Regions from separate parts of the Sus scrofa genome. Here region 1 is linked to region 2. Evidence: chromatin contacts called from public Hi-C data. All regions are on one chromosome and are shown on one strand. The core of a region is the stretch at or near the end of the contact, and the rest is flanking DNA. Distances in the headings are between cores, read along the strand shown. Region 1 holds the start of FLRT3 (leucine-rich repeat transmembrane protein FLRT3). Region 2 overlaps MACROD2 (O-acetyl-ADP-ribose deacetylase MACROD2).

Evidence for each region. Hi-C and Micro-C count contacts between places; a contact is called where the count stands out from the background.
Region 1: a contact with region 2 is called in a Hi-C map of embryonic fibroblasts, with 4 times the contacts expected there. The contact joins the promoter of FLRT3 here to the enhancer-like site in region 2. A contact is called at or near these places in 9 of 47 Hi-C or Micro-C datasets (embryonic fibroblasts, fetal heart ventricle, fetal skeletal muscle and 4 more).

What each region holds. Positions count from the first base shown.
Region 1 is chr17:22,951,373-22,957,450 of Sscrofa11.1, reverse strand. FLRT3 (leucine-rich repeat transmembrane protein FLRT3) reads left to right here and starts at 2,174. Exons shown (of 3, transcript XM_001926449.6): 1 at 2,174-3,251. The region is part of intron 3 of MACROD2 (O-acetyl-ADP-ribose deacetylase MACROD2); the gene reads right to left.
Region 2 is chr17:22,762,635-22,768,454 of Sscrofa11.1, reverse strand. All of the region lies in intron 3 of MACROD2 (O-acetyl-ADP-ribose deacetylase MACROD2), which reads right to left. Among named protein-coding and RNA genes, the nearest start is that of MACROD2, 130 kb to the right of the region's middle. Within about 2 kb of position 2,199, at least 11 of the 83 cell types and tissues checked have an H3K27ac peak or open chromatin away from gene starts, as enhancers often do. A contact at or near this core is called in embryonic fibroblasts, where this site is marked.

The DNA of each region.
Region 1 (6,078 bases), core at 925-3,424, 190 kb before region 2:
TTCTCTGACCTCCCTCTGTGCATACTTCTACCACTTCTTAATGTCCCTTTTTCCAGGTCCTCAGATGCCCTCACCTTAATAGTGGCAGTTACCTTTCATTTGGTACTTACTACAAGTCAGGCACTGGGCTAATGATTTCAGAAGATTTAGTAGAGATCAGCCTTGTGGATGACAATGGGGCTGGGGGAGAGAGCAGGATGGACTGGGAGTTTGGGGTTAGTAGATGCAATGTTTGCTTACATTTAGAATGGATAAGCAATAAGGTCCTGCTGTATAGCCCATGGAACTATACCCATGTGGCCCTTGGGATGGAGCATGATGGAAGATAATATGAGAACATAATATAAGAAAGGGAATATATATAAATGAGATGGGTCACTTTGCTGTATAGCAGAAATTGACACAACACTATAAATTAACTATACTGAAAGAAAGAGAGAAAGAAAGAAAAGAAAGAAAGAAAGAAAGAAAGAAAGAAAGAAAGAAAGAAAGAAAAAAGAAAGCAAGCAAGCAAGCAAGCACAGCAAAGCGAAGAAAGATTAAGTAATTTGTGGTAAAGCCAAGATGGAGCTCAGGTATGCTAGACATATCTATGAAAGACATGCTTTTAAACATTAGACTACAAGGGTTCATCCACTCTGAGCTGAGTTTTCTCTTCCATGAGAATCAGCCCCTCCCTTCCTATCACAGCTTGAAGGGCTTCTCACTGAAAACTGCCTGCCTTCCTTCCCCTACAACCAGGACAGCCATCCCCCTTAGTTTAGTTAATCTCTCTTAGGTAACAGAGGAGAAAGCAATCTGAATTAATTCAGGATAATGCAAATCTTTCCAGAGGCAGTACATTTTATTTCAAAAAGGGTATATGTTATCATAAATTCACCTCCAATTGGCAGAATTTCATACAGCCAATAAGAGCAAGAAATTAAAAAAAAAAAAGAAAGAAAAAGAAAAAGAACAGAAACAAAACCCAAAAACAAATGGAAGCAGCCAAAGAGTCTATATTTTTGGACAGGGTAGGATGATGAGAGCTATCTCAAGAGGTTGCCTCCAAAGTTAGTGCCTCTGGTACAGATTACATTTTTCATAATCTCTTGTCTTCTACACGTTAATCCACATCTTTTAAAAAAAGGAATGATACATAATTGGTATTCAATAAATTCCTGCTGCCTTTATTTGCCATGTGGTGAAACTAAAGCCCAGAGCAGATAATATGAAATCATATACCTAATGGCAGGCTAGGGACTGGAAACCTCAGAACTCCTAATTCCCAGGCCAATATACCTTCGTGTAGATACTAACAACCAAAACTGTCCATTTATCTTTCTTTTCTGTTTACAGTCTGCCTGAATGGAGACAAGAGTGATTAAGTATGGATATAAACCCATAGGAATTTGGCCAGGCAAAAAAGTCCTTTTAAATATAATCAACTCCCAACTGAAAATAGCGTCTAGAAAGAATTATTTCATAAAATAATTTAATCCATGTATTTACTTTGCAGTTGCAAAAGAAAAATCCACCCTTTACTGAGAGATTATCTGTTATCCCCATCTCCTTTTCCTCCAGAAATCCAGCAGCTGCATCTCAGTTCAACTTTTGCTAGCTAACATTTCTAAGAAATTGGCTTTTCAACATATATTAGAATTCCAAAACTCCTGTATTTAATGGGTCTGCCCTCAAAGGCCAGTACAAGTGCAATCATGAAACAATAGGGGTCAATATACCTCTTATCAAGAGTTCACCTTCTACTTTGATATCACTCATTCTTGGCTAGGAACTCAGAAGGTCAAACTGCTATCAAAGAAACATGTAAATAGATAAACTAAATGAAGCTAATGAAGAGACCAATCGAATACTCCTGGGAAAGACAATTAGCTGGCCTCCTTGAGAAACAAACACAGACAGAATCTTCAAAAAAGCACAAAGAAGAATGCTGTGAACCTCTAAGAATAAAACAAATAATATTAGTTTAAGGAAATTGCCCTCATGATAAATATAAAAGCAATGTTCTTCCCAACAACATTAAAGAGTGAAATGAATGCATTTAATGGAAAACTTATGGGTCCAATGCAATTGTTGACCAAATAGCAGAAACCAGTCTATGAACATCATAACGGAAAATATGTCTATAATTCTGCTAATTATACATAGAAATTCATGTCTCTGCTCTGCTCTGTCCAGTGTTTATTCATGTACCTAAATTAAAATAAAACAATTTAAATACAGGCAACACTACCCCTGAAAGGTTTCTTTCTTCTTAAGATGTTTGTACCTTAACTCATGTTCAGAGTAGCAAAAACGTATCAGAAAGGGAAATATTCAACTTTTCAAAAACTTTTTACTTTAGGGAAGGTTCCCTAAATATGAAAGACCTAGTATCTACTAAGTTCTAAAGAAGATAGACAAATAGTGGAGTATACGAAAAACACTTTCACTTCCTAAAACATATACATAAAAAACAATAACTTATTACCTCCAGAGGAAAGCAAAAACAAAAACTGGTTACTTTTTTTTTAACCTTTTAGCATTCTTGTTTCCTTCCCTTAAATAAATCTGTTATGTATATGTACCTGCTTTTTATTCATTTCTCAAATAACTATTCACCATCGGAGTTACTAGCCTTCATAATTATAGCGTTACTGTAACTAATCAAAAATGAAAATAACATAATTTTGCTTAACTTCCTTTTAATGCTAATGGCTTAAAAAGAAAAAGAACTTGTGTTTTTCTATTGTCAGCTTATAAATACCCTTCTAACATTCTTGTATTTTTTATAAGCTTGCTACCACTACCCTGCTGTAGTAAACTTATAGAAAATGTTGCGATTTCAAAGGGCTACCTCCAAACCAAATGGCATCCTAGCTTTGGCAGGCTGGGCGCCTCATTTTGGCTGCTCTCACTCCCTCTAGCGTTCGCAAAGCTCTTCCGTCTGATCTTCCAGTTACCTCACTGAACGGAGCTGGGCTAAGTCCTGCCCATCTATGACATCACCCCCTTCTTCAACCACTGCGAGGTGAAGCTTTAACTTCAGACTTGAAGGTGGGCTGTGCAGTAAACTGGAATGCTGTCCCTCGCTGGCTTCTCGGTGGAGAAGTGATCCTAACAGGACCAGCTCAGCCTGCAGCTGCCGCGGGCTTTGTGAGGACTGGACTTGGAGCTGGGAGAGGGGGGAGGGTTATCACTCCAGTTCACAAGCAGTGGAATTACAGCTATAGCCGCAGAATATATGGGATTGCTTTTTTCTCGTCTTCCTGGTAAGTGTTTCCCGTGTTTTTCCTTATGATTGTCCCAGAAAGTTTACTTGGTTTTACTCTCTAGAAAGAAATGGCTTGGTATCTTGAGGCATCTGAATACCAAGCTCTGCGCTGTCACCAGGACAAGCAGTGTATGTGCGTGCAAGCCAGCAAGGAAAAATTTGACTGTTACAGCCAAATGCAAGAAGTTTCTTGAAACCATTCTTTCATTAAAAACAACAACAACAACAACACGAAACTAATAATCAGTGGCTATTTTCTGTCTCGTGTAGTTGATATTTAAAAAGAGCCTCATGGAAAACATTAAGTTGGAAAGTTGAATGTTAAATATTAAAGAATACGAGGCAGATTTTTTTTTTTCCAGAGAGGAAAGCGAGAGGTCTTGCTAAGTTGGTGTGTACTGTATGTGTGGCATGATCACCAATTGCTGTTTTTACAACTGTGAAAGAAAATCAATAATCCCTCAGCCCAGCCTGGGAGTACATGAAAAGCATACGTCTTGCTCTCAGCTAGCCCAACCGCTCCTGGAGACTTCTGTGCGGCTGGAAGGATTAACAGCTACACCTAGATTTTAGAGCTTGCACTGCTTTCCTGCCGGAGCTGCTTCCAGCCTCTGAGGCTTGCAAATCTCAACTAGTGAATTCAACTCAGAGGAGGGGGAGAATGTCTTACAAACTGTGTCCCCTCTCCCGCAGAAAGCCAAAATCCATCGCTTGGGCAAATGTAGTATGTGACCAGCATAGTAATTGGCAAAGTCTACTCAGAAAAACTAACAAAGCTCAGCCGAGAAGCTGCATCTGATGTATGCAGGGATTTTGGGGTGGGGTGGGGGGAGGAATGAGTGGAGCCCTTATCAAGTGGGATATGCAGAGTATCCATTCATTTGCAACTTATAATAGGAAAATCTTATCTTGAAAGAACTACTTTTGTAAAACAAAGCTTTCAAAAATTAAATGTATCTTCTCCAAAAATTTTTTTCCATGAATTAGGGCTGAAACAAAATGGTTGCATAGAGGTAAAGCGTGCAACAGGCCTATATCTTCCCAACATCTGGGGGTCTGATTGTTATTTATTTCTTGAGAACTTAAAAGAAAAAAAAGCCTTGATATTTGCCAATTATGAAACCAAATTCTCTAATGGTTTTAACAATTAGCTTTTTAAATTTTTCTGAAACATCTATCTGCTCTAAAATGCACACGTATGTTAGTAGGAAACGACATGAATAAAGCCACCAGAAAAGTGCTTCAGCTGGAGCAGTGCCTTTCATTTATCCCCTGCCACATAGGAATATCCTGACCAGCATAAACCTAAAGAATGAATTTGTCTGTTTTCAGGCTACTCATGCCTGCCCCAAAGTGACAGATGACTGATATCCATTTCCCTTGAAATGAGTAAAGAAAGAAATGTCTTTTAAAAGTACCACAAAACATGAATATTACTGCTACTACCAACATTAATATTAATATGCCAGGTTTTAATCTCTAAGAAGATTAAATCAGAGATATGCCACCTAGTTTGTAGATATATGTGTATATATTCACAGCATGTACATACATACATACACACACATATTTATTAGCCTGAAATAAAAAACAAGGTTATAAAAACATGATTGCATGAATTTAAGTAGAAAAATCACATCTAATTTCTTTCTAAAATAGAGCAGTACCAAAAATATATCAAGTCCAGTGATCAGCAGAGATTACTGAATGAATAAACACAATGAATTCATTAATATCACGCTGCTGTATAATACTATCAGTTATTAATTGGGTTTTTCACCCTCCCCCATTTTAAATCAATCATGGTTTGGTTCAAAATACCCAATTAAACACTTACCAAACATTAACATTGTGAAATATATAATTGGGCAGCAAATCAAGTTTTTAACAAGAAGAAGAAAAACAGTAAGAAAATTTGTCATAACTGAATGTGGCAGTAAAATAGAAGGTACGTTTCTTTTGCTTTCAAGTGTTAATTAAGGAGCCTCCAATTCTATCAAAACTTTTTCAGAGCTAAATGAAGTGGTGTGAAATAAATTTGGTTGAAATCTTGTGGCTGTCAGACTTTGTTAGCAAGCTATTAATTATCTTTACCCCAGTTTCTTCTCTAGACTATATTGCCCAATCAAATAGAAACTCCAATTAGGTTTAGCATCTCCTGCCTAGGGACACAAGACCCTAATGAACACTCTGTCTCCAGATGAAAAATACAATTATCAGCTTTAAACATGCAAGTGCACTGCGGAGAAATTTGTCTGTGCTTTTCTTGGCCACACACCCTAAGGCTTCTCCTCTTTCTGGATTATCTTGAACAATTTTAAACCCTACAAAAACCAGTAGCAGAGAACTTGCCTTGTATTAATATTATATAAATGTTCTTCTTTCTACTTTTATTCTTGATATGCTGATGTTCATATCAAGATTCAATTAAAGCTGATCATGAGAAAAAAAGAACTGGTCTAAAATTGCCATTTCGGTGGCTCTTAACTTTTCCCCCTATTTGTAAGGTGGGTGGGCTACACAACAAAGAGTGTGTTGAATGCCAAGATCCAAGACTAACTTAAAAATTCTGAATAAACTCTCTTAAATATTCTTTTATTCAACCAGTTTATTTTAATAGCATTATAAATAATTGTTAAAAGTCAAATGAAGACCACCATAAATGAAGTCAACGAGGGGAATAAGATTTAGTAAATTTTTCAAAGGCTGTAATTTCTTCCCTCCTTTTCCCCTCAGTGCCCCCCTTCCCTCCCACCCCCACCTTTTGCCCCAGAGGCCTTCACTGTTCTTCTCAACGGGAGGCTTTGTTGTAATTAAACCGGAGG
Region 2 (5,820 bases), core at 950-3,449:
ATACTGATACATTTCCAAGAGATAAGTAACGAACATGAAAAAAGTGGTAAATGCCTTATTTGGTATATGTTCATGCACATCCAGCCACGTACCAGAATTTTATCCCTAAAATTTCCTCAATAAATAAGTTTGAAAAAAAATAGAGATAGGAAAAAACTGTCATTTAAATCAACAGAGGGGAGAAAACCTTTGCCGAGCATGAGACCTGATAACTTTTTTTAGTTTGAAAAGAACCTAAATACAGAATTGAACTTGGCACAATCTTTCACACAGGCTTTTTTTTTTTTTTTCAGCTTTCTTGAGATAAAATTAACATACTGCATTTGGTTATTGATTTGGTAAACAAATATTTCAAAATGTTTACCAACATAGGATTAGCTAACATGTCCACCATGTCACATAATTACCATCTCTTTTTTGTGACTAGAACATTTAAAATCTACTCTCTTAGCAAATTATGACACCTTGTGTTGTTCATAAAACAATCTCGTCTAATTATTTTAATTTCTTCAATAATGTTTTCTTTGCTAACTTTTCCAGTAAAATTGAAATTTACACATGCAGTTCAAAAATCCTATATCTCTTATTCACTTTAGTGTGAAGCAAGGTTAATGCAGGATACTCATTCCATAGTGGCCTGAAGAGAGACTTTACACATCAAAGTATTTGTAAGAGCCAATCTATTATTGGCTGGATTAAATTAAATAAAATGGCCAGAAATGTATTCACAATGAAAAAAACCAGACTAGAATTTCTTACATTGTTTTCGTTTTTTTCCTTCAAGCAAGTGGTCACCAAGCAGGAATTCCACACATATTAGATGCTGTAATCATTTCCACATTAAACAGAATTATCACATCGCTATAAAATGCTGACCCTATTTAAGAATCCTGCTGGTTAGTGATTTCGTCATTTCATCAAGCATGTGAAGGCTGTTATCCTCAAGCTGAATGCTGCTACACAAAATGGTTATACAAACACTGTTTGCTTAAAGACACATCTAGAAAAAGAAGTCTCTTTGCCAAAATAATGTAAATCATTTCCCAAGAGGTTTCAAAAAGCAGCCTAGACTCCTGACAAACCCCTATAAGAGCAAAGAAATAAGTATCCTTTGGAGGAAAACTATAGAATAATTAATATACTGAAAATAATGCACATAACAAACTTCTAAAATAGGATCATGGAGTTCCCCTCGTGGCTCGGTGGTTAACAAATCCAACTAGGAACCATAAGTTTGTGGGTTTGATCCCTGGCCTCATTCAGTGGGTTAAGGATCCGGCTTTGCTGGGAGCTGTGGTGTAGGTCGCAGATGCGGCTCAGATCCCGTGTTGCTGTGGCTCTGGAGTAGGCTGGCAGCTACAGCTCTGATTAGACCCCTAGCTTGGGAACCGCCATATGCCATGGGTGCAGCCCTAGAACATACAAAAAAAAAAAAAAAAGAGAGAGAGAGAGAGAGAGAGAGAAGGAAATAAAATAACAAAATAAATAAAATAAAAATAAATAAATAAATAAATAAATAAAAACAGGATCATATAGCTATGCTAATAACTTCATTTTGGTGAGTTAGTTTTTTAAACTTCCCACTAATTACATTTGCTAAGATAATAACCAACAAGAGATGAATTCATTTTTTTAAAAAAGAATGATTAAAGGCATGAAAAGTTTTCCTAATTTACTATACAACACAGATTAGTGTGCCAGAGACACTGCCATATCAAACCTCTTATGTGTGCGTATGTGTGTATGTAGTTACTCACCCTAAGACTTTAAACCAATCTGGTTTTTTTTTCATAATTCATACGCAGAGACATTTCAAGTATGCCTTCTAATCCACAAATGAATATAAAGTGATCCTTTATAATCAGAGTCCCAGGCAATACTTATTCATAATTATAGGGCATTTTGGTTACAGAAAATATTAACATTCAGTAGGGGCTTATCTATCAAAACCTATGGGAATTTTGATGCAGCCCTGATTAATTCCAGATTCACGGGGAACTTGGCACAAAAGGCACTAAAATGCAAGACCTAAAAGCAGTGGCAAGTTTAACAAAATGCTGTTGATATCAAATTTTAAAAAGCCATCAATTTAGCGACCTCATACTGATTTCTTATTTAGCAAAATAATGAGTGTGGTGGCAGCATCATAATGCTTAACAACATCGAGCTCTTCTGGGGTGGCCAGGCACTCCGCTCACCAGCCAGCGGCTCTGGCTCCTTCGTTTACACGAGGACACCAGTGAGCCGGGAAGGATGGCATAACACAAAGAGAAAATAACTTGGGGGCTCCGGCAGTTGCCCAGGTGATGGTAAAGAGCCAGGATGAAAAACCTGTGGTCGCTAAGCAGCAGGGAAAGCCAGGGAGAGCCCCCGCCCCCTCAAGCCTCGCAGCAGCTGCAGGAAGCTCAGATTCGTGGACTCACAGCACACCCTGGTGACAAAAATGGGCTACCTCAGCCGGCCTGACTAAAGTCACTGAGGACCATCTAGTTGGGAGTAGAGTAAGCTACCTAACATTACCTCAGATCTTTCTGAGAAGAACCAAAATTACAATGCATAGACTTGTATTTTAAGGGGAAAAAAAAAACCAAAAGAGAGTATACATAAATCAAATGATAATGTTATTTTTAAAGCATCTGGCTTAGTCACTTCCCAGCAGTGACTAGATTGTTTGTCCCTTAATTTCACATTCAAGATTTTAAAAAGTACTCACCTTATTAGGGCAGCCATAAGAATTAAATAAAGACAGTATTCATAATATGTTTAGAACAGGACCTGGCACAAGGAAAGTACTATATGTATTCATTTAAAAAAATGAAAGCATAAAACCAATGTAGAGATAGATGCCTTTAAGTTGAAAAGGAATAATAATTTTAAGACCTGTAATGTATTAAGTGCTTCCTATGTACCATGAATATGCTCTTTACATAAATTCTCCCCTTTGTAACAGACCTCTGTTTTTCAGATGAGGGAAAGTGAATGAGTGTGAAGCCCAGAACAAACCTAGGTCTTTCTGACTCCAAAGCCTATGCTCTTAACCACCACCACAGAAAAAAAAATTGATTTTATTCATCTGTACCAATTTTATGGGTGAGGAAACTGTAGTGTCTTAGCCAAAGCCCTATGGTTAGCTAGTGGATAAATGAGGAATTAAGGTCTCTTAGCCTACTACAAGCAGATATCTCTTTTCTAAAGTACTAAATAGCTATTAAATTCTATTGCCACTAGGAACAGTCTCTTGAATCACCCAGGATCATGGTTTATCTAAAGATGTGCACGCTGCCCCTGATCACACACGCAAGCATATGGTATAATAAATTAGGCAGCAAGAAACTTTTCTCTTTGGGTGGTGGAAGGTAGAAAGGAAGGGTGTCCTGGATGATTCTGTAATATGATCAACTTGTTCATCACAATAAATACCAAGTCTAGTGCCAAAGCTGGTGATAAATTTCAACTTTGTTTTCCCAAAATAGAAGGGAAAACCCATAAGGTGGGTTGGGTAGGTACACAAGCCCACCAGCTGTCTCTCTTGGCCAGCGTCAGTGATGACCAGTTCAAAAACAAAAGAGATCTGTGGCAGGTGCATTCTCCCTGAGTATGCCCAAGCTTGACAGTGAAAGAGAAATCAGGTAGCTCCCCAACTGACAGGTGTTGGCTGGAGGTCACGTGGCAGCAATGAAACTGAGGTATAACACAAGCTCTATTCTACCTCTCTCTGCCGTGAAAAAAAGCTGATATTTTAACATTAAAGAAGAAAAGATGTGGGCTTAAATATTGAAAGTACAGGTGCATCACCAAGATGTGTAACAATCACAGTTCAGTGCCCTCATCCTTGCATAAAAATCAATCAATCTCTAGGTTGTATAAATAAAACTAAATCAAAGGTTGTGCCTAGAGTCAAGAGAAGAATACTGGTTTGGGAATTTTCTCAAAGCTGGATTCATTAGACATTTGTTTATACAATTAGTAAAAGAAAAAATACCTCTTCACATAAACACATTTATCACTTACACATCGTTCACAGCTATTATGACAGAAATGCTGATCTTTCCTTTAAAATAATCAATACATATTCATATTCTGAAGAGACATTCTATAAGGAAAACAAAGTTTACATAGCAATGGTCAAAATCCTAGTAAATGATTTCAATAGGATCATTTCACGGTATTTGTATTTCATTAAATCCCACCAAATTTAAGACTTTATCAACTACAGGAATTCTTCTTAGTAATCAAGCATCTTAGCATCTTTTAATATGCATACTCTAAAACTGTTGCAAAATACTTTCTTTATCAATTCATGGATTTGGTTAAATGTTGTATTTTGCATACTTTTTGTGGTACGTGTATCTCAGAATATAGATCCTGAACTTTACAGCAGTACTAAAAGGGTCTCAATTATACCGACAGTGTCTAAAACACAAAAAAATAATTAGTATGCCCTCTTACACCATCTTAAGAAATTGTTTACAAGTTTTATTTCCACATAAAATATCGAATTATGGGGAAGGAGTCCCCTAGTAACCTAACTCATGGGCATGTAACATGATATTTATATTCCCATGATATTTATATTAGCATACATGACTTCTGAGTACATGAAATTTTTTTAATAGAAAAAAAATGTTTTTTCTTTCTTTAAAGAGAAAGCAACGAAATTATCCAGCAAAGTTTCTCTTTCTGGTTATTCTTTCAAAACATAATATTTAATTATACGTAACTTCTGCTAGGGTGTGAATGTTTCTGTCCTCCCAAAATTCTTATGATAAAATCCTAACCCCCAAAGAAAATAGGGTTAGGAGGTGGGGCCTTTGGAAGGTGCTAAGGTCATGAGGGTGAAGCTGTCATAAATGGGATTCATGTTCTTATAGAACAGACTCCACAGAGATCCCTCTCCCTTTCCACCACGTGAGGACACAGTTAAGAAGGCACCAGCTATGAACCAGCAAGAGGACTCTCACCAAAACATAATCACACTAACACCGCAATCTTATGTTTCTGCGGTTTATAAACCAGTGGTATTTTGGAAGAGCAGCCCAAACAGACTAACACACCTTCAGAACAGAAGAACTAGTTCTGGTACCTAAAAAACATTATCTATTATCCCTGTCCTATGTTTGAAATGGGGGCTTTCTCTGTGTTATCTTCAACTCTTCTCACAGGAGAGGAAAGTGGCGCACTTACCCTCTGTCTACCAGTGCTCACGAGCTAGGAGGTACCCAACACTTGTTTATTGAGAAGAGAAGTGTCAATTTAAAAAAGAAAAATAACCATCATTGCTTACATGTCTATAAGCTTCATGGCAGGGCTGCCTGCTTGAGGCCTATGCTTAGAAGGGTCCCATGCTTGGTTAAATGCTTTGCTGTTGCCTCCCTGAAATCCTTAATAATTTATTTAAAGAAGCCATGTATTTTTTATTTTGCACTGAGTCCCATTAATTATGTTGCCAGTACTCTGTTCACACTACTCAACATGAACCTTCAGTATTAATCCATGTGGAGACATGGCTGTTTCAACTCCTCTCCAAAAATCTCAGGGTCTAAACTCAATACTTATGTATCGCAAAGCAGTTTATATGGATAAATATTTAATTTCCAAAATAACTCTATGTAACAGAGCTAACAACAAGTACTTTCCAATTTCTATTATTTTTCAAACAATGAAAAAAATTCATTTGAGGCAACTCTAGAACTATTCTTATCTATATCTCCTTTCATCTCCCTCTTTGTCCCTTTCTAAATATAATGATTTTGTGGCTGCACTGTACCTAGAATAATGACAATATCCTATTTTACTAAGCATTTATTATGAACCTGGCAT